Regions from separate parts of the Mus musculus genome. Here region 2 is linked to region 1. A link is a contact called in public promoter capture Hi-C data. All regions are on one chromosome and are shown on one strand. Each heading gives the region's core, a stretch centred on a gene start, on an enhancer-like site or on the middle of the called end of the contact. The rest is flanking DNA. Distances are from core to core; before and after follow the strand shown. Region 1 holds the start of Nxpe2 (neurexophilin and PC-esterase domain family, member 2). Region 2 holds the start of Rexo2 (RNA exonuclease 2).

The links. Promoter capture Hi-C pulls out the DNA fragments that hold promoters and counts their contacts.
Region 2: a promoter capture Hi-C map of erythroid cells shows a contact between it and region 1, with 8 times the contacts expected there. The contact joins the promoter of Rexo2 here to the promoter of Nxpe2 in region 1. A contact is called at or near these places in 2 of 39 promoter capture datasets (erythroid cells and fetal liver), 1 of 115 datasets of contacts at active chromatin or transcription factors (bone marrow-derived macrophages) and 3 of 9 other capture datasets (adipose tissue, liver and pancreatic islet).

What each region holds. Positions count from the first base shown.
Region 1 is chr9:48,338,901-48,342,977 of GRCm38.p6, forward strand. It overlaps Nxpe2 (neurexophilin and PC-esterase domain family, member 2), which reads right to left and starts at 1,998. Exons shown (of 6, transcript NM_030069.3): 1 at 1,672-1,998; 2 at 614-722. The coding sequence starts at 1,694. It also overlaps a transcript of Nxpe4 not described here.
Region 2 is chr9:48,478,954-48,483,291 of GRCm38.p6, forward strand. It overlaps Rexo2 (RNA exonuclease 2), which reads right to left and starts at 1,658. Exons shown (of 7, transcript NM_024233.4): 1 at 1,454-1,658; 2 at 357-440. The coding sequence starts at 1,600.

The DNA.
Region 1 (4,077 bases), core at 748-3,247:
TTAAGGCACCAAGTATGTTAGCAGAGATAAGCCGGCAATCAACGGTTGTAATGAGTTGTTAAATCCTACAGTACTGTAGTAGCAAGCAAAAGGTATTGTGGAAAAGAAGTCAGATCGAGAAAGAGAAATGCAGAAGTGGAGAGGGAGCTGTACTGGCCCTGTCAGTGTCAAGAAGATAACATCTGAGCAATCAGATGGCTGGGGAGAGGAGAGATGGGGAGTCCAGCCAAATAAGACTGCAGAGAGGGAAAAATCCAAGCAACACTAAGTGAACTATACAAAGAATAACAAAACCTCTGTGATGGAGGAAGGGGACTGAAACAGATATGGTTGGTTGATAACCTCTGAGGCTGTAGGAGGAGATAATGTTGAGGCAAGTGGCAATGCCAAGCAGTAAGGAGAGATACAAATTCATCTGCCTCTAAAGAAACAAGAACTGCCAATGCACCTATACTGTGCAAGGGACCAGTGTCCAATAAAGACCCTTCTTACAGTGCCTTGGTAAGAGGATAGCACTGGTAACATTTTACTTTTTGTGATTAGGAAGGGTAGCTTTCAAGTGAAGCCACTCTGATCCTCCACGGGAAATTAAAGACTAGGAAACAATTCTTACCTCTGTGTGGTCTTTTGAAGTCATGAAGACAACCCAGAAAGCAAAGATAATTAACACTATCAGGAACAGTTTCTGAGCTGAGGCATTTGGAAGCGAAGAGAGCAGTATCCTAGGAGTGAGGAGAGGAGAAATCATCACAGGTTAAAGAGAAAAAAATAAAAACAAAAACAAAAACAAAACGGCCTGGCTCCACTGAGAGCCTCCGGTGCTCCTCTGTTGTTTCAGAGTGGGATCTCTTGGGATTTTGCCAAGTCACTATTGAAAATCAGATAGGAAGCTTTTCCTTGAGGCAAGGGAACAAAAGAGGTTGGGAGACTGCAGGTTTCTGACTCAGGAGAGATTTCTGGGATGTGCCAGAACAGATCTGGAAGTTTTTCTTGTAGTCAGGACTTTGTGTGGCCGGTCAGATCAAGCCGCAATTATTTACACAGAAAATCTCCTTCCCTGAAATTCTCCCATGGTCCTGCTCATCTGATGAGCGTCTCCCTGGTGCAGGAATCAACCTCTCGTTTATTTATTCCATTTAAAAAGCAGATTCCTTCCACCCCAGGTTATATCTTTTTATGTCACAATAGCTGATCAACCATTTCTCCCAAATAACAGCGGTTTCAGAAAAACTCAGTGTTGAATGGCCAAAGTTTGCATCTGACTTTTTTTTTAAACTCACAATCTCGATAAAAGAAAGGAACTAAATTCCAACAGTGTTCCTCTTCCTCAAAAGATTTTTTGTTGTTGTTGTTGTTGTTGCTGTTGTTTTGTTTTTTGTTTTTCTGGATTCACAGTGACTGGAGGACCTCCACTCAACACATCTCCACATACATACACATATTATTCATACAGAGTTGGCATAAGTCAACACTTGTCCTTACTACTATACATGAAGCAATAATTTTCCCTGGCTATTCTACATGGTCCCGTGCCATTCTTTCCAACTTTAAGGTATTTTCAAGCCCGTCTCACATAACTTTGCAATCCCCTGCAGCAAAGCCCCAGCTAGTCAGAAGCCCTCCCGCTGGCCCCCGTAGCGAAGCCAGTCGGGAAGATCAGAAAGTACATACCTAGGACTAAGCATCCTCCTCATGGTCTCATGCTCTCCTCCAGCACTTAGAGCTATCTAGAGAGGCTCCTCGGTGCATGGGCTCTTTACCTTTCTTTCAGCGTTGGAGTTTCTATATAAAGCTTCAAAGATCAAAAGCTGACCTTCGATTTGTAGGCACAGTGCCATTGCAAAGATCGCCAACCTTAGTAGCCTGTTCCTGTTCACCACGAATCGGGAGGAAGCTCTGGAGTTGGCTTTTAGAGAGGTTGTGATGGCAGGATATGGAGGGCCAGCTTTTCGTCACTTCCAGACAGACTTTCCATGCTTATGACTGATAGTGTTCCCCCCACCACCCCACCCACCACTGCTTCTGATAGTGCTCCACCTCACCCCATCCCACTGCTGTTTATGATAGTGCTCCACCCCACCCCACCACTGCTTATGATAGTGCTCCCTTACCCCACCACTCCACCCTCTCCTCAGGTTTGTTCCAACCGTCCAGTCAGTCCGTAGTCCCTACCTCCAAGACAGCAAAAGTATCCAAACTACTGGGAAGAAAACAAAGCAAGCCCTGGACCACAGGACTGCTTCGGAGTTATGCATCTCATTCCTGGCAGGATTTCAAGAACTTTCTTTGTAAGCTTCTTCCTTCTAAACTTTTATAGATGCCTCAAACATTCCAACAATTTCAATAAAATCTGAGGCCACAAGTAGAGCGTCCACAGATCCCAATCTCACCATAACCTGTGTGATGTGACAACTGTGGCAGGCAGAGGTGACACGACCCCAGGAATGCTAAGCAGCCACAGAGAGAGCTACCTGTCAGGGGACATTGTACCACCACAGGACATGGGACCAAATGTGGATACAATCTATGCTCTTTAAGAGGATGATCCACATATAAATCTCTTTGTATAAAGATACAGATCTAGATACAGTTATATACATGCCTGCATGTATCGAACATATACATATAAATATAAATGCATATAGCATGTGTTCATTTACAACTATGCCAGTTCTTCTAGGCACGTGACCGTGTGACCGTATATGCATCAGTGGCTATGATCACAGCACACTCAAAACATGCATAGAGGTTTAGAAGATAATTTGGGGAAATGAAGAAAAGCTGTCGATCCTGTCAACCCTCCCCATCCATGTTCTCATCCACTGTCATGTGCTTTATGAAGTATGGGAACTACAGCCAAACACCACCTTACACTGCCACTCCAGTCAACAGCTTCCAATCATAAGACTATATCATCTGATGAGGTTGTGCCTGTCTTCCTGTGAACATACTATGATGTTCACACGTGACAGTCACATGCTTCTCAGAACATCAATCACGTTTAAGTGAAGGATAGCTATATGGTAGCAGCCACAGGGCTCTTTTTGCCAGCCTCATTACAGTACAGTTGACAAAGATTATATATTTACATTGTACAAAATGATGCCATGATATATATGCATATATATATATGACTAAATAAACACTAAAGTAAAATTAAGACAGTCTCATAGTTCATTTTATTAATATGATAAGAACATTTCTCAGTTACATTTTATTGATGTGATAAGACCTATTCTCAAGGTTTCAGGGTGAATGAACTCTGTAGTACAGCTCCCAGTGGTGGTACCATATGACCAAATCATCTGGTGATGCCATAGCTATCTTACTGTGTATAAGTACATACTATGGTGCTCACACAGGCACCTATGTGATTTTCATAGTTTAGCTTTCTCGACTGCTGCAGTGAACATGAGAAGACAAACATCTCCTAGGTGCAACACCTGTAATGCCTTTGCATACGTACCCAGCAGCTCAGTCGCTGCGTCATAAGGTAGTTGCTTCTCATTTTCTGACAAACTGCCATACTTCATTCCTACTAGCACATGAATAGAAGTCTCCTTCCTTCCTGTCCTTACAAAAGCCTTTGTGACACAGGGACAATCTTTAGCCATATCTCTTCATCGGTTGTTTGACATTATTTCTTTCCTAATCTTTGGCAGAATTTATTGATGAAACCATTTAATCCTAGGCTTGTCTTGGCTGAGTTTTATTATTATTATTATTATTATTATTATTATTATTATTATTATTATTATTATTATTTGTTTTCTATGGGTAGGTTTTGCATGCATGTCTGGGCTCCACATGTATACAGTACCCACAAAGGCCAGAAGGAGGGATCCAGTCCCCAGAACTAGAGTTACAAATGGATGAGTTACTGTGTGGGTCCTGGGAATCAAACAAGTCTCTGGAGGAGCAGCAAGTCCTATTGACCCCTGAGCCATCTCTCCGGCCCTGCTGGGAGGGTTTTCATTCCCATGTAAGCTTCTCACCTAGTGCGGCTCTATTCAGACTTTCTGATTTGGTCTGGGTTGTTTGTGTGTTTCTAGAACTTTGTCCATTTCTTAGACAATA
Region 2 (4,338 bases), core at 408-2,907, 140 kb after region 1:
CCCAAATCTCTTGTAACCCAATATCTTCCGGTGGACAATGAACATCATTAACAGAGCCTATCTTATCATCATGAGGACTAAGAATACACGTGTAAACCCTGCAGAACTGTTGTAGCCTTGGGGGAGGGGGAGTTCTGTCAATTTCAACTGAAAACTTAATCCGGTTATGAAGTGGATTATGTTGGTTCCAATACCAACTCTAACATATTATATTACATTGTCCTAGTAATATAGCACTGGGCCTTAATCTACACAGACCTCAATCTGCTACGTTTTTCAGTGAGATCAGATGAAGGCACCTTTAGATCCCCAATGCCCTTTAAGTGGTATGAATGTATTTACACGGCATCACCTACTTCAGCCAAAATGTTAAGATCAGAGTCAGTTATCAGGCAGGCCATCTCAATAATCTGATCCTTCTCAATATCCAATCCTGTCATCTGTAAAACATAAATAAACAAGCATATAACAAACACATGAAACCACCTTTTGTTTTGTTTTGTTTTTGTTTTATTTTTTTGAGACAGGGTTTCTCTGTGTAGCCCTGGCTGTCCTGGAACTCACTCTGTAGACCAGGCTGGCCTCGAACTCAGAAATCCACCTGCCTCTGCCTCCCAAGTGCTAGGATTAAAGGCGTGCTGCCCAAGTTTACTTGACAGAGATTCCTTTGTGTGGACCCAGCTCACATTCTATGACCAGTAATGGTCTGGGCAGTACTCAGGGTATTAAGTTCTGAGTGCTCAGAGACTGCTAAAGGCACTTCCTGCGGGCGGGCCAGCTACTGTCAAACACATTTGTCCTGGGAACAGACTCAAAATAAGCAGGATGAAAACTTGACTACAGAAAAGTGAGCTCACGAACGTTACCTCTCGGAGGTTTACAATGGTTTCCGAAGTTTTCCCAACAACAACAACAACAAAAAAAGTTAACAAATGAACTCAGTTCGTAAGCAGAAAACTGGAGTTCAAGAGAGGCCTAGGTATGAATGCGTTAAAACTAAAATGGGTAACCTGAATCTTCCAATGGGGCCTCAATTTTCTCTTTTATGGAATGAGGGGTAAGGCTGAGTCATCTCCTGAGTCCTAGCTTAAGCAACCTAGTCTTTTAAGGCTAGGAGGTGGGGACGGAGCAGGGCTCAGAGTCGCTGCCCCAACTCTCACCCACGATCCTCAGAGTCACTAACGCGTAACACAAATTCACTTCTGGGTGGAGGTCGAGGCTAGGGAGAGGGGAGACACATGGACGGCTCCACCCAGATGGAAAGAAACCCCACAGTCCAGGGACAGTCCCAGACCCCGCAAAAACTCTTGACTCGGGGCTCCTGGGGCCGTGCTCACCTGTCGCACCTGACACCCAGATCCCTGCTGCTTCCCGGGACAGGGGAGTCCCTCGGTCCCACGCGCGAATCTGCGCTCGCCTCCCCGCACCCTCCTCGCCCCGGCCGCACTCTCACCTCCAGGTCCACCCAGACCATTCGCTGAGCCATGCTCTCCCCTGCCGCCATGGCTGCGCTACCTTCGCTGACACCTCGCGCCCCGAACTGCCCGCGCCTGCCACCCACGCCCCGCAACAGCCTGGCGCCCAGGGATACGCCTAGCATCACCCGGCACGAGCCGCCACGGCCCCAGCCCCGCCGGCCCAGCGCGCGCAGGCGCCACAGTCGCTAAACGTCGCAAACCCACGGGGAGGTGCCGGGAGAAGACTACAAGCCCCGGCATGCGAGGCGTCGGCTCGCCCTCCACAGCTACTCTCGGCTGCCGAAAGGGCTGATGGGAGTAGGAGTCCTTGGTCCAGCCTCCTGCTCCCCTCCCCCGCCACGTGTTTTCGGATGTTAAGGGACTTGCTAGTATTTCACCGCTAAAGTTTGTCTGTTTCCAGGAGATATCATTCCTGAGTTTTTATTAGTTCTAAGCTGCGAAGTTGAAGAGGCTTTACTTTGAAAAATATGGTTATATGTTTAAGAATTGTTTTAAATCTACCTTTTCCTTACTGCTACCTCCCTCAGTTTTTCTTTTTTTTTTTTTTTTTACCTGCCCCTCCCTTCCGCGTATTGAGTATATTTCTTATTTACTTGGAATCCGAGTGACGTGCTCTTTTGAGCTACAAGGCCAATTCCGCCATCACCGTTTAGGAGTCCTTAAATGGTCTCTTTTCTGAAAGATGACTTCGCACATATCAGGTGTTCCATAAATGTTCCTTTCCCATTATTGGCAGAAGCCTTGTCTCGTTTTCTAGGATGCCAGGACGTGTAGGCTGTGTTTCGGTTGTTAGATCGTATACTATTCTACCTTTTGCAGCCCACTAAAGAGAGTTGGAATAGCTCTGCCTGCTCTGTCCTGCGCTCTGCCTTTGCCGATCGCTCTGGTTTTAATAGACGGGTCCTTAATCTCCCACAATAGATACGGTTTTCATCACCTACGCTCGAAGGGGCCTCTGCGGAGATCTTATATTTTAGCTCAGTAGCAAACGCCTCTGCAAAGGGCAATTTTGTCACAAACGTGCTCAGTCTTGAATCACATACTCTGTGTCTTTTTCTGAAAGCTGTGTTGCCAGTAATTACAGAGCTTGTGGTTGGTGGCATAGTTATTCCTACCCGGTGAGCTGGTTTTGTGAGACAAACATTGTTGCCTAATCAAAGCTTTAAGGATGCTGCAACCTACAAGTGGATTTCAGCTACTCCACCGGTGACCTGCCAAGCTTGGCCAGAGAAACGGAAAAAATCATGGAAACGGGTGTCAAATTACATGTTCAATTTTACTGCAGAATGGGTATGTATATTATAACGGCATTACCTAGTAGAACATACTGTTAAGTTTGTAATCATTTGTGGCCCTACTCATAGGAAGGAGAACTCTATTGTAGCATTGAAACTTTTTTTTTAAGACAAAGAGACACACTACAGAACCCAAGCTGGCCTGGAATTCTGCCTCCCAAGTACTAGGATTAAAAGTGTGCAACACCACACCTGGCTATATAGGAATTTGAATCCGCTGGGCTTATTCTCAGTATTACTTCTTTACATTTTGAAAGGATAACATCCTTAGGCTGGAGAGATGGCTCAAAGGTTAAGTAAGAGTACTTGCTGCTCTTGCAGGGGATTGAACTTCAGCTCCGAGGGATTGTGTTGCCCTCTTCAAACCTTAGTGGGCACCAGTAAACACACATACACACACGTACACACACATACACACTGCACAAATAGAGATCTTTTTTTTATTACACCTTTGGTGGTGGTATTTAACAATTTATATCCTGAAAAACCACACCCATGATTTTTTTTTAACAATGAATGGTTACATTTAACAATGAAAAATTATAGCTATGTAAATAGCCACAGGGAACCCTATCTCAAAAATAAACAGAAACTATGTGTGGGAGTTTTAGAACCTTTCACGTTTATTCAGCTAAGGTAATGTGTTCTGTTACAATGATAAGTACAGATTTAGTGTTCTTACCATAAATAAAACAGTTATTTTCCCTAAATTCTAAAGAAATTGCAAAACAGAAAATGGTAAAAGAAACTAGATATAGATTTATGCACAGTTTTGCCAAAACAAAGAGTGTGAGTAAGTGTGCTAATGTCTTCCCACCATATCTATGACCATTTTAGACTTGCAGAAAGCAGCTGTGTGACAAAGGCTAGAATATTGTGACTTTAGCTGAGACACGTCCTTTCCTGGGGAGGAGGAGTCATGACCTATAAGTTGTACCCACTGTCTCTGTTTTCTGCTACAGAAACAGTTTTGGTTTCCGTCTGGTTTATATTTGGTTGTTTGAAACAGGGTCTCACTCATGCAGTGCAGGCTGACCTCAAACCCGTGACAGTCTTCCTACCTTCCAAGTTTAGGGATTAGTTATGATATAACATGTTTGGCTCTAGAATTTTTTTAAATTAATATTTCCCCCACATCCATTATTAAATAAAATAAGCCTTTAAAAAAAAAAGAAAGTATCCTCAGAGCACATCTGTATATGTGGCCACTGAGGTTTTTATGAAATCTGAACTGCATTTATGTCAACTCAGTTTACAAACACATACCAAGTACTTAGCTTGTACAGAGCACTCTACCATGAAGCTTTGGGATTTGGATCTGGAAGTCCGTCAAAGGCCAGAGTGTTGTAAGGATTGGCCCCATCATCGTGTTGACAGCTTGTGAAAACTTTGAAAGGTAGGGCCTCGTGACAGGTCTTCCAGTCATTAGATGCATGCTCTTGAAGGGGGACTGTGATCCTCCACTCCTCCCTCCCTCCTGCCCTGTTTCGTCGCAGCCATCGAGTCTGTAGAGCTTGGCTCCATTGCATACTCCCTGCCAATATGCACCACCCTACCACAGGCCC